2 separate regions of the Canis lupus genome follow, and region 1 is linked to region 2. The links are chromatin contacts, called in public Hi-C maps. All regions are on one chromosome and are shown on one strand. The core of a region is the stretch at or near the end of the contact, and the rest is flanking DNA. Distances in the headings are between cores, read along the strand shown.

Region 1 (7,710 bases), core at 1,402-3,901, 45 kb before region 2:
GCTCATGCCCAGGACCCTGGGACCATGACTTGAGCCAAAGGCAGATGCTACCCACTGAGCCACCCAGGTGCCTGGTTAGGAGTATTATTATGAAAGCAAGGAAAATGTGGTGACCCACATACTATCCTATTTAGCTTCCTCTCCGAAAGCCTGTGAGGTATCGCAGGGCATACAAAGTCTACACTGAGGGGCCTGCATTCTGGCACGGCCTCCCTGCGGTGCCTCCCCAGGTGACCCAGTGAATGGACCTGAATTCTTTGCTTCCACTTCTGAGGCTACTGCTCTCCGCCAGGGACATTTTAGGCTAACTTCAAGATCTGCCTCAGGCTGAACATCCTTGGACCCAGGTGGGCCCTCTGACAGCCGAACGAAAAGCCTGACACCACCTGACTGGGACCCCAGCTGACACACAGCAACACGGGGCAAGGGGGCCGGTACCTGGGGGAGCCAGCCTCACGCCCCCAGCTTCCTGCCACACCTGGCACCACACCAAGCCTCCATAAAGGCCAAACACTGTTTACCTGGTGCCTCGACGTCCTTTATTTCTGACTTTGACCCAAAGCTCAAGACTTAAAGTGATAATAATACTCTAAAACATTGATGCCCAACGTTTACATACAGTATTTGAGTTAATTCTAACAATCCTATGGAACTGTTGTTGCATTCTTCATTTTTATAAATAAGAACACTGAGACTCAGAGAGGCTAAGTAACTTGGCTAAGGTCACACAGCTAACAAGACTGGGAACTAGAATGCAGGTCAGCTCCTCGCAGTGGCACACCAACCCCTCGAGGGTAACTGAGATACTGATATGAGAGTCCAGAGGAGACAGAGAGAGCCACAAAGACATTACCAGAAAAGGAGAGAGCATACACGGCCCCCCCCATGTCCCCTGTGTTAAGAGGGATGCGTCCCTGGCCACCATAACTTGGAAAAACCTGCAGCTGAAGCAGTGAACAGAAGGACAAGGAAGATCAAGTCTAGCTTTCCCCTCTGAATCCCCCAATTTTTTTCCACCTTCCTTTCTTTGCAAAATCTGTCTCCAGTTACTGATCAACAGCATTTTGGTTACTAACATAACTCTTTAGTACACGTGAACCAGGCTACAATTAAACAGGATTTATATTCAGTAAGTTTGTAAAAGTCAAAGAACCATGATTATGCTGGGGAGGGGGGGGAGTTAGGAATTACAAAGAAAAGAGATTTGAATATCAAAACCAAATGACAGCACGGAACATATTAAAACAAAATATATGACATTCCTTCTCCATTTTTCTCCTGATTCCCAGAATGTAAAGCCCATCATTTATGCATCGTGACAAAGAAAATTTTTTTAAAAGATGATTCAGAAAAAAATCTTTCAGGGTTCATTGTCATGAGGCCTAAGTAATCTATTAAATCTTACATATTAATTTTTAAAACTGGCATTCAACATCCCAATCTTTTGAATTTTCCATGTCACTTTGATTTTTCATCTCTGGCTCTAATTAATCAGAAGGCACTCCTTTTCTCCTGGAGGAAGAGATCTCTCTCGTTCTTAAGCAGCCTGGAAAGAAAGTGTGAAACCCATGTCTCGATGCCGGCTGCGCTTCTGGTGAGGCCATAAGGGTAAGTCAGAGCCACAGAGGCCACGCTGCGCTGAACGGCAGCCGAGCTGTGAGGACAGCAGGGCCCGGAAACAGCTGCGTGATTTTTTGCACTTGCTGGGAGCCGAGTGCCTTCTTCCTCTGCCCGATCCCGAGCAGCAGGGGCATCCCAGGCAATCAAAAAGAATTATAGACTAGAAAGGTTTCATCTGCCTCTTAGCCTTATTTTTCTAAACATTTTTACAATGTGAGATTCTGGCTGGCAACTCTAACAGTTTTCTCGGGTGAGTGTGTGTGAGCATGTGAGTGTGTGTGTGTGTGTGTGTGTGCATCCTCACCATGGACTCTCCCCTCTGCTGACTCCATCGACCTGCTGTGCCCCATTATCTGTGGCCTTTGTGGCTCCGAAGGTCAGCAACACTGTTCCCTGGATGAGGCCCAGGGAAGGAAGGAAGCTGAAACAGAAATGTTTTCTCAGCGAAGTGACCTGATTACACACAGAGTGACCGTTTCCAAGCCACCCCGTAACTACCCCCATCAGCTCTGGAGCGAGTCCACAAAGGCAGCAGAGGCCTCCTCCAATGGCTGTTCCTGGCTAAGCAGAAACTGGCTCCGCAGGGAGCAGGGCTGGGGGACCCGTCACCCACAGAGGGTCCTTGCGGGGGTGTGGGTGTCAGTGAGCATGGAGAGTGGGGGAACGGACACACTTTCATGTTGACAGAGGGGTTCCCCTCACCAAAGTCTGTGATGACGAGTGTGGACTCTACATCATCCACTGAGGTTTGCATCTTGGGGTGAAATAAGACCCCAAGTCCCTGTGTCTCAGGATCCTCGTCTGTAAAATGCATAACTACACAGATTGATGTCATGAAATGAGTGAGGGCCCAGAATATAACAGCAGTTATCCTTGTTATTGTCTGAGTTTCTGTGAGGCCCACAAGGCCCATACCCCTCTCCCTGTTGCCAGAACATTCTATTTCTCAAGCAAGCCAAGTTCTTCCCCCTCTGAAGATGCCTGCACTTGCCGTACTGCTGCCTGGAACACAGCTCCTGCAGCTCATGGCATGTCTGCTCCCTTCTCATCCCTCCCTGCCTGGGTAGGAACGTGATCTCCTGGGGGATCCTTGAAAGCACCAGCCGACTCCCACCCACAAATGCATTCAATAGCATCATCCTAAAAATCTGCTACCCAATAATTGTCACTACTTGAAATTACCTTGTTCACTTGTTTTAACTCATAAACTCATTATGTCAGCCCCTCCCACTTGGTGTGGCCCCCTAGTCCCAGGGTGCCCAAGACCTTCTCCATCTTAGCAGGAGGCCCAGGGAAGTAGGCCACCCTACTCCCCACTGGAAGGTCAGGGCAGTGGCCTAATTCACCTCAGCATTATGCCCGACACATAGCAAGAGCCCAAGAAACCTGTGTGGATTGAAAGAAGAAATTAGTGTTTTTCTCTTAACATTACAAATAAGTCATCCTGTCCGATCACAAGACACCCATGATTCCTCTCATTTCTAATCTACAAAGCAGAAAAAATAAAAGAAGTTACCAGAGTCATAGATTGTTTTGAACTAGAAGTTTTGTTGGAACCCTGACCTCAGGCCACTCCCCCCACCCTCTGAGAGGGCAGAATTAAGAACTGTGAACTGAGAGGTCATTGCCAAGGTCATCAGCTGGTGTATACCAGAGACAAGATCTCTCAGAGAATGATTTATCTCATGTTATGTGAACTATAAAGCAATATTTTGATGTAAGGTATTTACATTATTCTTCTACGTTTGTAATTATTTTGTCTCACCAGGAATCCAGAATCTACTAGGCTTAATTAAGGACTGGTCATTTATCAAGAACTCCTATGTTGTTTTGAATTAAAACTTTATCCCCACCCAACTTGCTAATCAATTCAAATTGTGTAAATATATTACATATGTTTGTTTTTGATGAACTCCACTTTACCACCACTTCAGGCATTTCTACCATTTGTCACAGGTGGTCTGTGAGGCCAAAGAGAAAGTAACACCGAAGGATAAAATCAGCCATGGATAAAATCTTGGGACACCCAAAGGCAACGTGGTCACAATGGAAATCTGGGTTGCTGAGAAGAACCAGAAAATAACACAGAAAGAGATACATGCCCCTCGCGAGTCTTCAGTTTTCTTGCCAGAACCCAGGTTGGCAACAGTCCTGGCTCACACAGAGTGTCTCAAGTGGGCACACGGAAAGAAGTTTATCCCTATTCATTCTCAGACCCAAATGCCATACGTGCAGATAAAAAAAATTACCTTGAACAAATTTTAACCTGATGTAGAAGATAGCACCATCTCTTGTCATTCTGGTCACCTCTAGCGTGTACTCAGAAAACACCTCAAGATTTGAAATGGAATTTCAGACTTTATCTTGTTCCAACTCAATAGCAACTCAGAGAACTATTATTCTGGTTTTGCACAAAATATCTGCAATTTATAAGGGTGTGTTTGGGGTGCACTTTGGGGCCAGAGCTAAATGGGAATAAAAGATCGATGAAGTAAGCAGACATGGAGTTACCTAGATGACATCGAAGAAATGGAGTTTGAATTTGGGTCTCTTAGTACAATTCTCTCTTTGCAGGTCTGTCTATAGACACGTGTGTCATTCACACCTAAAATAATGTGTAATACACTCGGGGGTGAAACATCCTTACGTGCATGTTGGTTCCCAACCTTCTATTATCAGTGCTGCTTTGGGGAAGAGAGAAGGAAAGAAGGCCCTCAGACCAATGTATGCTTTTTTGCAAAATGTACACCCAATGCAAATTACACAGGAAAGTTAGCTGAGGGGCATAATTTGTTACACAAATAAACAAACACTATTCGGTTCCGTCTGTGGTTATAATGCAGTTATAACGAAAATCTAAAAACAACTGTAATGCTTCTAACCATGAAATTATAAGGCAAGAAAGTGGATTTAGATAACTATAAGAGCCTTAATTGTATGTTTGTAAACTCACAGACAAAGCTTTTCCTCAATTTAGATCCAGCTCGAATGGCACATTCAAGCACAACTTATATTCCACCCTTTTTCTGCCATATGGGCCTAAGACCCCAAGCCTTAGAAAATCCCACCCTTCCAAAAGATATGAGTCGGGAGTGGAGGGGAAGGAGGAGAGAAATGCAGCTTCACTTGGCAAAGGCAGCCATAGAGACAGGATTTATTAAAGGTAGGGTCGTCCCAGGTGCACTTTCCCTGTATCTGTTCGGTTACACCCCATCAGAGAATTCCATCAGAGTTCTAGAATGTCAGAACCACAAGGCACCAGAGGCCCAATGTCCTGGTCCTACCAAATCATTTCTGCAGGCCCTACACAAAGTAGGAGCTCAAGGTCCCAGAACCTGAGGCCTGGCTTTCCTGCCCTCTCCACATCCCATCCGGCAGCATCTGGTTCCAGGGTCAGGTGGCAGGAGATGATTGACCCAGGAATCATTGAGCCAGCCCTTTTCTGTAGCTGCTGCTCCTGTCACTTCCCCTCCCCTCCTGTCTCTGCAGGATAGAACAGCTTCCCACCCTTGTTCCTCCCTCACCTACTAATTCTAACCAGGCCTGGGCCCAGGAACTGAGGAAGCAGCTGGAACGGGGCAAACGTCCTGCCTTTGGAGGGCCATGGATGCAGACCCACACAAACCAGACTGTCCCAGGGCTCTGGAGACACCAAAGCCAGGAGGAAAGAGAACTTTGAACAGGGTGCTATTTTAGGGAAGGGAAAGCTCTTTAGCTCTTTAGAGGTGACATTTGAGCAAAAATTCGAATGACAAGAAGGAAGTGAGCCAGTATCTACTGCAAGGACATTTGCAGAGAGAAGGACTGCTAAAATGGAAAGGTGCAAAATCTTAAATGAAGGTTGCACAGCTCCATAAATATACCAAAAATCATTAAAGCTCATGCTTTAAATGTGTGCATGATGGTATGTGACTTGAATCTCCATACGGCTGCTAAATAATTAACAATACATTCTTCAAATATATATTTTCACAGACCCTATTTACACTCCTTTAGGACAACATAGGGCAAATCATGTGATGAGTTAATCAGGGTCCTTCTTAACCCTTTCCCTCTTCCTTTCATTGTCCTGCTCCCCAGGGCCTTCCTAAGCAACTGGGTTAATCAATGAGCACATTCCCAGTAAGGCCATCACACCTGCTGGTATCATCTTGCACTGTTGGTGTCTTCCCCTCTCCTCCCATCCCCCCAAGATTACTGTTTAGACAAAGGCCTTTAATGGTTTAACCCATTGTCACTATTCTTGGCCACAGGGCCTAGTCTGGAAGAGACTTAAGGACACACTTAAAAGTTGGAACTGTTAAATAACTTTCTGTGGGTTTTTTTAAATTTCAACTCGTAGAAACCCACATGCCACAATTAAGAGTGTGTGGTCTAAAGGTTGGGATTTTTAAGTGCCCCAGTAGGCCAGTAGGATAGAAATGCTTAATTCAGGGCAACTTTTCTATAACCCTGAACCAAACTAGAGAGATAAGCATCTACCTTTTCTTTTCAGGCATGCATCTGCCGAAAGAGCAGAGGACAAGTATAAAGAGAAACTTTCAAAGGATTTTTCTCTTACTAGTTAGCCATACTTCCTCTGTTCTGAGTGAGACTGCAGGAACAGCCAAATATGCACAGAATACCTTCCTGTGTTAGAGGAATAATGGGCCCAGACACTGAAAACCATGTAAAATAAAAATGGAGCTGGCCAGCCTTATTGAAGACTGATTTTAATACAAATAGCACTGAATTTTAAACACTGTCCATTAAGACCCAGCCTCCCGGGGAAACCATCCTCCCCCACGGACTCCTGTGAACTACGCTGATGGAGGACAGATAACTTGCCATACATGTTGACTCAAACAAAACAATGATAATCTCTTAAATTTTGGGATATCTCACTCTGATGTGATAACCGCAAAGCAAATTTTCTCTTCTTTCAGTTTGTAGACCAGTTTCAAGTTGTTTAAGCCCAGGTTTGCTGTAAGGGAAAAGCAAATTATTTCAGTGCAAGAAAAAAATGGCAATAGCAAGTTTGTACAGCTCAGCTCACATAAAATATGAATATGGCCAAGGTTAGTAAGCCTCCAGGGGAACACTGAAGGGTGAGCTTACCACAGAAAAATGCAGGCCCCAGCTTGAAACATCCATAAAGCTAACTGAAACAAAAAAAAAAAAAAAAAAAACTACAGGTTTCTCTGAACATACTAAGAAGACTCCCAAGACAACTGGTGTCCGTCAGGACTCACATGGGCTGCGGTGGAATCTGGACAGCTGTTGGAGATGGGTTATCACCTTATTTCTTTGCTTACAAATTAAATGAGGGAGAGAGAGAACTAACATGTCAAAATCCAGAGATGAGATTTTAGTAAGAGAAAAATGCACTGGAGATAGTCACTCGAGCAACTTGGCTGCAAGCACTGATCTTGTTTTGGTGTCATTGTTTTTATTTTCATTGTTTAAATTAGAGTCTCTCATGCATGAACTGAAAAACCTAATTACTAATTATAATTCATGTTACAGCATATTCTTATTCAGGTCCATGGATGTGAGGCAAAGCTACTCAGCCAATTTTTCTCTGGGAGAGACAAGGACAAGCCCTCCCCATGACCAATCAAGGAATAATCATACATCCCAACTGAATGTAGTAATCACATCTAAGGTTATGTCTTAAGTTTTACCCCCTTTCCTTGTAGGAGAAGGAATTTAGAAGCAAGAGTTGTCTAAATTGTACTGGATAAAGGCAAAAAAGATAATTAAGAAAAAGAGTCCCCAAAGAGTTGAAATCCAGAGAGTCCAAAGAAAGATATAATGGATTTTTTAATTTCCCTTTTCCTACTTCTTTACTATAAGGTTCCCATCACTCCTCTCATTATGAGAGCTAAATGTTTTAGCTGCCAAATGATATTTGGTTCTTATCAGCCTTTTTCTTTTATATATCTGGAACCAAGGGAAACAATTTGTTTACAAGCACCAAGCAGCTAACCATGATTATCTCTTTGATAAACAACACTTGAAAAAAATGGAATTTATTTTGCTATGAAGCCTTTCTCCTACCCAAACTCTGTTCCCAGATATTACATCTTGAATCAGCTCTGGGAACTCTTT
Region 2 (7,532 bases), core at 3,916-6,415:
CTCTGCCCTCATTTAGCCTTAGAGATCTTGTCCAACTTCCAAAGGCATTTGTGAAAGCTCACATTTCATCTAGTTCTCTCACACTCAAGCGGATGGTCCATTAGACCTATAAACTTCCCCCAGAGCAACACTAGTTTCTTTCTTCTTGAGAGTCTACAAGATTTACTGTCCAAATTTTCCAGGACATTTGGGGCAAGAAAGATAGTGCTCTTTCCATTTTTCTAATTCAAAAACAAGGGGGGGGGGTGAACAGGAACAAATGGATCACCTTTCCATTTTCGGAGACAGTTGAGTAGAGTGACTAAGACAGCTCACTTCAGAGCCATCCTGGCACTGATTAGCTACCTCAGTAGCCTCACCTATAAATGGGAATTATGTATCCTGGGGGGGCTACGAGGAGGATTAAGTGAGTGAAGGAGGGAAAGTGCTTAGAACAAAGCACAGTAAGTGTTTGCTATGCTCACATCAACAGTTGTATCTTGTCACACATGTCATGTGTTTTCCTCAAATTCCCAGTGTGATGAGCCGGCAATTCAAGGAGATAGAATTTCCAAGATATTCATCTCAATCCCTTTTCTTGGAAAAGAAAACTCCCTCAAGATGCAAAAGCTGCTTTTCCCAGAGAAGGAATATAAGTCTGTATCAGGCTATCCCAAAAATGTCTGGGTATTGGATTCCAGAGAAAATGTATTATGGGGTGTTTTTGACAAGAATGAAAAAAATATATATATATATAACATAAATGATAGATTTTCAGACTTGCCCCAGAAATGTGTGGAAGCCGTCATGTATCCAGGGTGCAAGAGTATAAGAGAAGTGTGGTTCCCACCTCCATGGGCGGGTTCTCCCAGCCCCGCTCCCAGCTACCTTCCCAGTCACAGGCTCTGGGAGACCTGGTTCTGAGTCACCACCAGCCCCCGTCCAAACAGTTGAGGTGGGAGGATAGCTAAGGTAGGTGAAGGGAAAAACTAGCTCCACGACAGGGACTCCCAGGGACTGGGTAAACTTGAGTGAGGCCCTACCACCCCAACCCCTTCCCTGCCCAGCCCCATTCTCCTCATCCACAGACTGAGGGTTAAGCTGTTAAGACAGTGTCTTAACTTTCTCTTAAAATGCAACTCGCTAGACAGGCTTTTTTTTTTTTTTTTTTTTACATAGTCATATGTGTCTTTTCATTTATTTTTCTAGCCTCTGTGGTTTCAGGGTAACCATGCACTTTAAGAAGTCTGACCTTGCCATAGGACATGTGTCAAGTAGACAACTCCACAAGGAGTGGCCCAGGGGACCCATCAGAGGCAGTTTCTTAGACATTCTTTGCTCCTGCTTATGCTTTCTGATCCCCATTTTGTTCTTGTGTCTACATAGACTCTCCCCTGGGTGGCTTCTCTCAGATCCCCAATTCCTTTGGAACTTACTGATGGATGTGGGTTCTCTAGTTGTGATTCTCTGCATTCTGTGGCTAAACCGCCACCTTCTCTGGATCTGGCCAAGCCCTGCCCCCTACCAGTCTCCTAGGTTCCCATGGCTCAAAACCCCTCTGTGGCCACTCGGCCCTTCCTGAGGTGAAATTAAACAGATAAAAGAAAAGTTCACTTTCTGTGCACCATCCAGCCAGATGGCCAAGCAGTTGACTAAAGCTCCAAGACTGCCTTTCTTACTCTGAACTGAAATGAAGCCCGTGAGAGAATCCAAAAAAGACTTATAGGGCAGCCTGGATGGCTCAGTGGTTTAGCGCTGCCTTCAGCCCAGGGCCTGATCCTGGAGACCCGGGATCGAGTCCCATGTTGGGCTCCCTGCATGGAACCTACCTCTCCCTCTGCCTGTGTCTCTGCCTCTCTCTCTCCTCTCTGTGTATTCTCATGAACAAATAAATAAAATCTTTAAAAAAAAAAAAAAAAGACTTCTACACAAACAACTGATACCTAAAATGACATCGTAAATGGCAAATGTCATTTCTACTTCAAAGATTAAGACTCCATTTAATTATGGAAATCAATTAATTTCTGCTTTATAAATGAATCACAAACATTGGTTTTATTCCTAAGTAAAAGTTAATGAGTTTCATAGCAATCTTTTTACAGAACCAAGAAGAGATGACTCACAAGGATAATAAAACAGGGCTCTCACACTACCCTTGGCAAAGCAGATAGTCTCCATAAGTTAATTTTTCTGAATCACCATGTGTTTTATTTTGTTTTGTTTTGTTTTGCCAAGAAAATAATCTGAAAGTGAACACAGCTACGGGTCATGAGCTTCTTCAAGGACCACAAGCTTATCTCTCAGGCTCCATATTAGATATTTTTCCTCAGAAGAGTCTCTAAGAGACTCTTTTCCTCTCTTTGGGGTTATAAATGATTCATTTACTTTTTTCATCTTTAATATTTTGTGTGTCAAACATAGTATGGCTGAAATCATTTGAAGTCAGGAAAAATTGGCTTAGTTTTCTTAACTTTCTGGATTTCTCTGTGAGATCTCTTTTATCACCAGGCAAATTAGGGTTCACATATCATCACGGCCAAGATAATATGGCAATGTCAGGGTATTCAAAACAGCTATGAAAACAGGAATAAAAGAGAAGAGGGAAAACTTTTAAAGACAGTCCAGGAAGATGAGGCACTTCAAAGATATTAACAAAATATGGAGAAGACAAAACCATAACAAAGTTCGATTTTGTTCAACACAGCATGTTTTTCACCCAAACTGTTTCTGATGCCTGATTCCCTTCATGTGAGTCAAATCCTTCTGCTACTATTCCCAACATCATTATCCGTGAGAATTTTTGACAGAATTTTTGCTATTAAAGCCTATTTAAATCAAGTTCATCTTCATCTCTTTTCTTGTGTCTGTGCTATAGTCACGCGATTGTATAGAGGACTAATTTGTGTACTTTGACTTTTCTCTCTTTGTCTCAAGTGAAAACCCTTCTAATTCTGATCACTGGAACACCTGCCTGGGCTACCTTATGTCATGATCTCTCTCTCACACTTCCTGCTTTGTTGACTCATTCATTCAGCCAAGGCTAGTGGGCTCTGCTATCGAAAGGCAGCATAGGAAGTATGAGAGCCAGACTGGCTGCTTCTTGGTAGCTTTGTGACCTTAGGACATTCACCTACCTCCCTGCACTTCTGTGTCCCAGCTATGAAATATGGATGGTGATAACTATTCCCAACTTTACAGGAGCCTTGTGAGGTTAAATGAGTCAGGACTCATGATAGACTCAGCACATAGCAAGCCCTCTATCAACATTATCTATTGCTATTGCTACCAGCAACTAACTTGTAGGTGGTGCTTGATATTTCTGAAGGGAATGCAAAGAGAAAGAACAAAGGGGAGATGTGCCACCTTCCCTTGGGAGATGTGCCACCAGCTGAGTTCAACAAATTCATGCTTTAAATCAATGCAGCTAAATGTTTGTATTGCCTCTTTGAATATGCTTCTGTCTGATTAGTACAAAATTATGGTGTATTTGGAAATCTGGAGACCTCGCACATAAGTAATTTTATCTTTAGACCTTGATGGGGATGCCTGAACACCAGTTCCAGGTCTCATCTCTATCTTTGTTAGGGAAATGGCTCCTCTCAGTGGACTCACTGAGTAATTACACATACTCCCCTTGCATTTAAGAACAAGAGTCCTGCTTGGGGTGATATCAATAGCTAAAGCCGTTTAATAGCATTGAATTAAACGGTGTTTAAATTTATCTTCTCAAAGATTTATTTCACCAACCCAAACCCATTACAATCTCACATCATCACTATGTTCTATCAGAAAAAAAGAATCAGTGTTGAGCGGGACCAACAAAAGGCAAAGTCGTATTTCCATTTAATTAAAATGACATCCCTTCACCAAAAGGTGTTTACAGGCAACAAAGTGGTTTACACATTTGTTTAATTCTAATAATGCTTTAAATGTCATTTGGGGTCTTTCAAGAAGCATCTGAGTTCTGGTCGGACTGGTCTACCAAGTGCTTGAAAGTCAGAAGCAGCAATGGAAAAACCAGCTGTTATACTTTTCCAGAATCCAAAACAGGTCTGGAAATTATCTTGATTTTCCATATTTGAGTTGGCATTTCATAAAGTATTTGCAGGGTCTGCCAATTGCCGGCTCTGTGAGCTATGTAATCAAAACATAATCTCTAGATCCTCTTGTCTTCTTTTGTGATATTTGGAGATTGGACTAGATACCTTTATACTTCTGGAACTAAATAGAAATGAGTGGATTTTTTAAATGTATATCAGTCGACATACACTTTCATGGAACTCAGTCATGGGCCAGATGATGATGGTGGTGGTGGTACCTAGCACAGTACTTACTGTGTGTCAGTCATTGTGTTCTGTGCATAGCACAAATCAGTCATCTTACCCCCACCGTAACTCTTTACAGTATGCTCTTATTACTCTCACTTTACAGATAAGAAACAGTCACAGTATTTCACAATTTCCTAGAGTGCCCATGGCTAGTAAGTCACTGAGCTATCTGCCTGACTCTCTTTACTAATCTAAGCTGGTAATAGGTATCCAAGTCGCATCCATTTCAACCTCCTGAATATACAGCTAAATCCCTAGCTGACTTTCACTGCAACAAACCAACCCTTATACTAGGATCTCTGCTAGGACCAACTTTGTTGGAACCCCAAAGCTAAAGCCCAGTAAAGTAAATCCCTACTCTCCTCCGTGCAGCATTTACGGTGTGTCATTTAAGCCCCTAGGTCTCAATTATGAGTACTCTCTCCACAAGCCCTCCACACATCTCCTACCCTGGTAGATAGGAAGACTTCGAAGCAGCCCCATTAGCCAAAGAGATCAGCCCATGCAGACACTGCTTCATACACACATACACACACACATACACACACACACACACACACACACACACCCTGCCCCGCCCCACCCCATCCCCACCAAGGACAAGGAATCTCTTCAAAGTGATCAGAGTGAGGTAGGGAAACAGAACACCAGGAGAGTCTGGTCTGGCTGCTGGGTCTAAGGAGATCACCCTTCTAGAGGCCAAACTGCAGGGCAGTTAGTCCTGAGGAACAAAGGGGAAGGTTCATCCACTGGCCTCTGTGTCCCAGTGCCAAAGGTGTGCCCCTGTGGGCATAGACTCTATACACACACACACACACACACACACACACACACACGAGCAGAGTCTGCAGTCCTGGGCTGGAGGAAGGGAGTAAAGACAGGAGGGAGACCCGTGCGAAGTCACTGGCAGATCTCACAGAGCTGGTCACCGTGGCAATCACCAGAAAAACAGGTCAGGCCAACAGGCTCTAAACTGTGCATATGTAAATGGTATCTGAGTCTCCCCAACCCAGTACCTCCACTCCCTGGCATATCTTGGTACAAAGAAATCGCACATGTCCACAAGGACACATGCTAAAATTTTATTGTTGCATCATTGTGTAACAGCAAAGAAAAAGTCAAAGGAGAAGCAGAAGCAGGAGACTACCTAAAATCCTGAACATCCGCCGATATGAAAATGGATTATTAGTGTCTGTTATAATCAGAAAATAAACATGCAACAGTAAAAGTCAGTGAGTACTGCAAGTATCAACATGCGCAATCTTATAAGAATTAGCATCAATGAAAGATTAGCAGATTAGCAATGAAAGACTAGATATAAGAACAAAATGTAAAAATGAATTGCATTTCCCTGTAACATCACCAAATGGTTAAAAGTATAATTTCCCAGAAGACATACTTATAAAGCAACAGAAATAATTTCCATGTTTGCTCACCTGTTATAGTTCTGGCTGTCAATAGATACTGTCTAAAAATGACCAACCCAGAAATAAACATGGACATTTGTATTTCACACGAAGATAAACACCCAAATTAAAATATATATAATTAAGAAAAATAGTAGATAAATGAGAGAGGAGAAGAGGATATAGTGTAAGTCAATAACAAAAATTTTATTCTTCATGACAGGATTCTCAGAATGGGATCCCAGACAAAAGCATCGTCATCACCTGGGAACTTGCTAGAAATTAAAATCCTCAGCCCCCATCCCAAACCTGCTAAATCAGACCCTCAAGAGGTTTCCAATACACTCTAAAATTTGGGAACAACTGCTTTCTGATGATGGCAACCACCAGAAGATCTGCCGCCAGAAACTGTTGTCTATGGAGAGTGGCGTTTGGTTTTTGAAGGATGTGGGGCTTAGGTAGAGATTTTGTTTTTAACTTTACATCATTCCAGATGGTTTGAGTTGTTATAGCATGTTAATCTTTTTAAAGAAGAAAATGGAATACTACTCAGCCATCAAAAAAATGAAATCTTGCCATTTCAATGAAGTGGATGGAACTAGAGGACATTATGCCAAGCGAAATAAGTCAGAGAAAGACAATCATCATATGCTCTCACTCATATATGGAATTTAAGAAACAAAACAAAGGATCATAGGGAAAGAGAGAAAAAAATAAAACAAGATGAAATAAAAGAAGAGGGAGACAAACCATAAGAGACTCTTAACCATAGGAAACAAACTCAGGGTGACTAGAGGGGAGGGGGTGAGGGGATGGGGTAACTGGGTGATGGGCAATAAGGAGGGCATGTTATGTGATGAGCACTGGGTGTTAATAACACTGATGAATCCCTGACATCTACCTCTGAAACTAATAATACATCATATGTTAATAAATTGAACTTAAGTAAATCTAAAAAATAAAAAGATATTTAAATTTTTTTAATTAAAAAAATGAAGAAGAAGAGGAGGGAGGAGGAAGAGGAGAGGGTAGAGGACAAGGGGAAGGGGATGGGGAGGAAGAGGAGGAGAAGGACATGAAGAAGAGGAAGGAGGAGAAGACACACACCAACATGGAATAAGTGTGGTTTAGGGACAGCTTTACTCTTCATGGTCATTCCATTCCCCCCATCAGGATCAGCCAGAGAATTTGCAACAATTTACAAAAATTATGTTTATCAGAAAAGAACACTGTGGTGACATTTAATATTGTTGATCAGTGCTAAATTATGACTTTGATTCATGCCTCAATCCCTATTTTTCTAACTTTTTTTCCAAAGATCACAGTCCAACAGAAGGAAATGTCACATTTTTTTACCCTGGTAAATTTTTTACCCTAAGTAGATAGTAAAATACCAATTGTCTGAATGGGAAGTATTAATATACCTTTACTATACAGAATGAATCAGAAGAAAAAATGATCAGGGGGCTCCAGAAATGTGAGGTCTCTCTCCTCCCCAAGAGAAAAGCACTGTCTGATTCAATGTGATTCCTTGCTACAAGAGGTGATCATTACTCACTTGCTTTGCTTATTTCCCAAGGCGAGCTGACCCACATGCCCTCCAGCCTCTCCAGCCACTCCAGCCACTCCAGGGTATGCAAGCCACTTCTCCACTGAGTGGCTGAATTTATTTTCCTCCCTTTCAATCTGGGCAGGCCTCTTGCTCCAATTGCTTAAATGTCCAGAAGCGAATTTCGAACCCAGACCATCAGCTAGCAGTTTGTACCTCCTTCCTCTTCGAATGCTCTTTCTTGGAACTCAAGCACCGGATTTTGAGGAC

Evidence for each region. A called contact is a pair of places that touch in the nucleus more often than the background predicts.
Region 1: a contact with region 2 is called in a Hi-C map of skin fibroblasts, with 2.4 times the contacts expected there. The contact joins two enhancer-like sites. A contact is called at or near these places in 2 of 9 Hi-C or Micro-C datasets (liver and skin fibroblasts).

What each region holds. Positions count from the first base shown.
Region 1 is chr1:73,202,137-73,209,846 of UU_Cfam_GSD_1.0, reverse strand. No RefSeq gene overlaps it. Among named protein-coding and RNA genes, the nearest start is that of DAPK1, 170 kb to the right of the region's middle. Within about 2 kb of position 2,651, at least 3 of the 20 cell types and tissues checked have an H3K27ac peak or open chromatin away from gene starts, as enhancers often do.
Region 2 is chr1:73,159,749-73,167,280 of UU_Cfam_GSD_1.0, reverse strand. No RefSeq gene overlaps it. Among named protein-coding and RNA genes, the nearest start is that of DAPK1, 130 kb to the right of the region's middle. Within about 2 kb of position 5,165, at least 3 of the 20 cell types and tissues checked have an H3K27ac peak or open chromatin away from gene starts, as enhancers often do.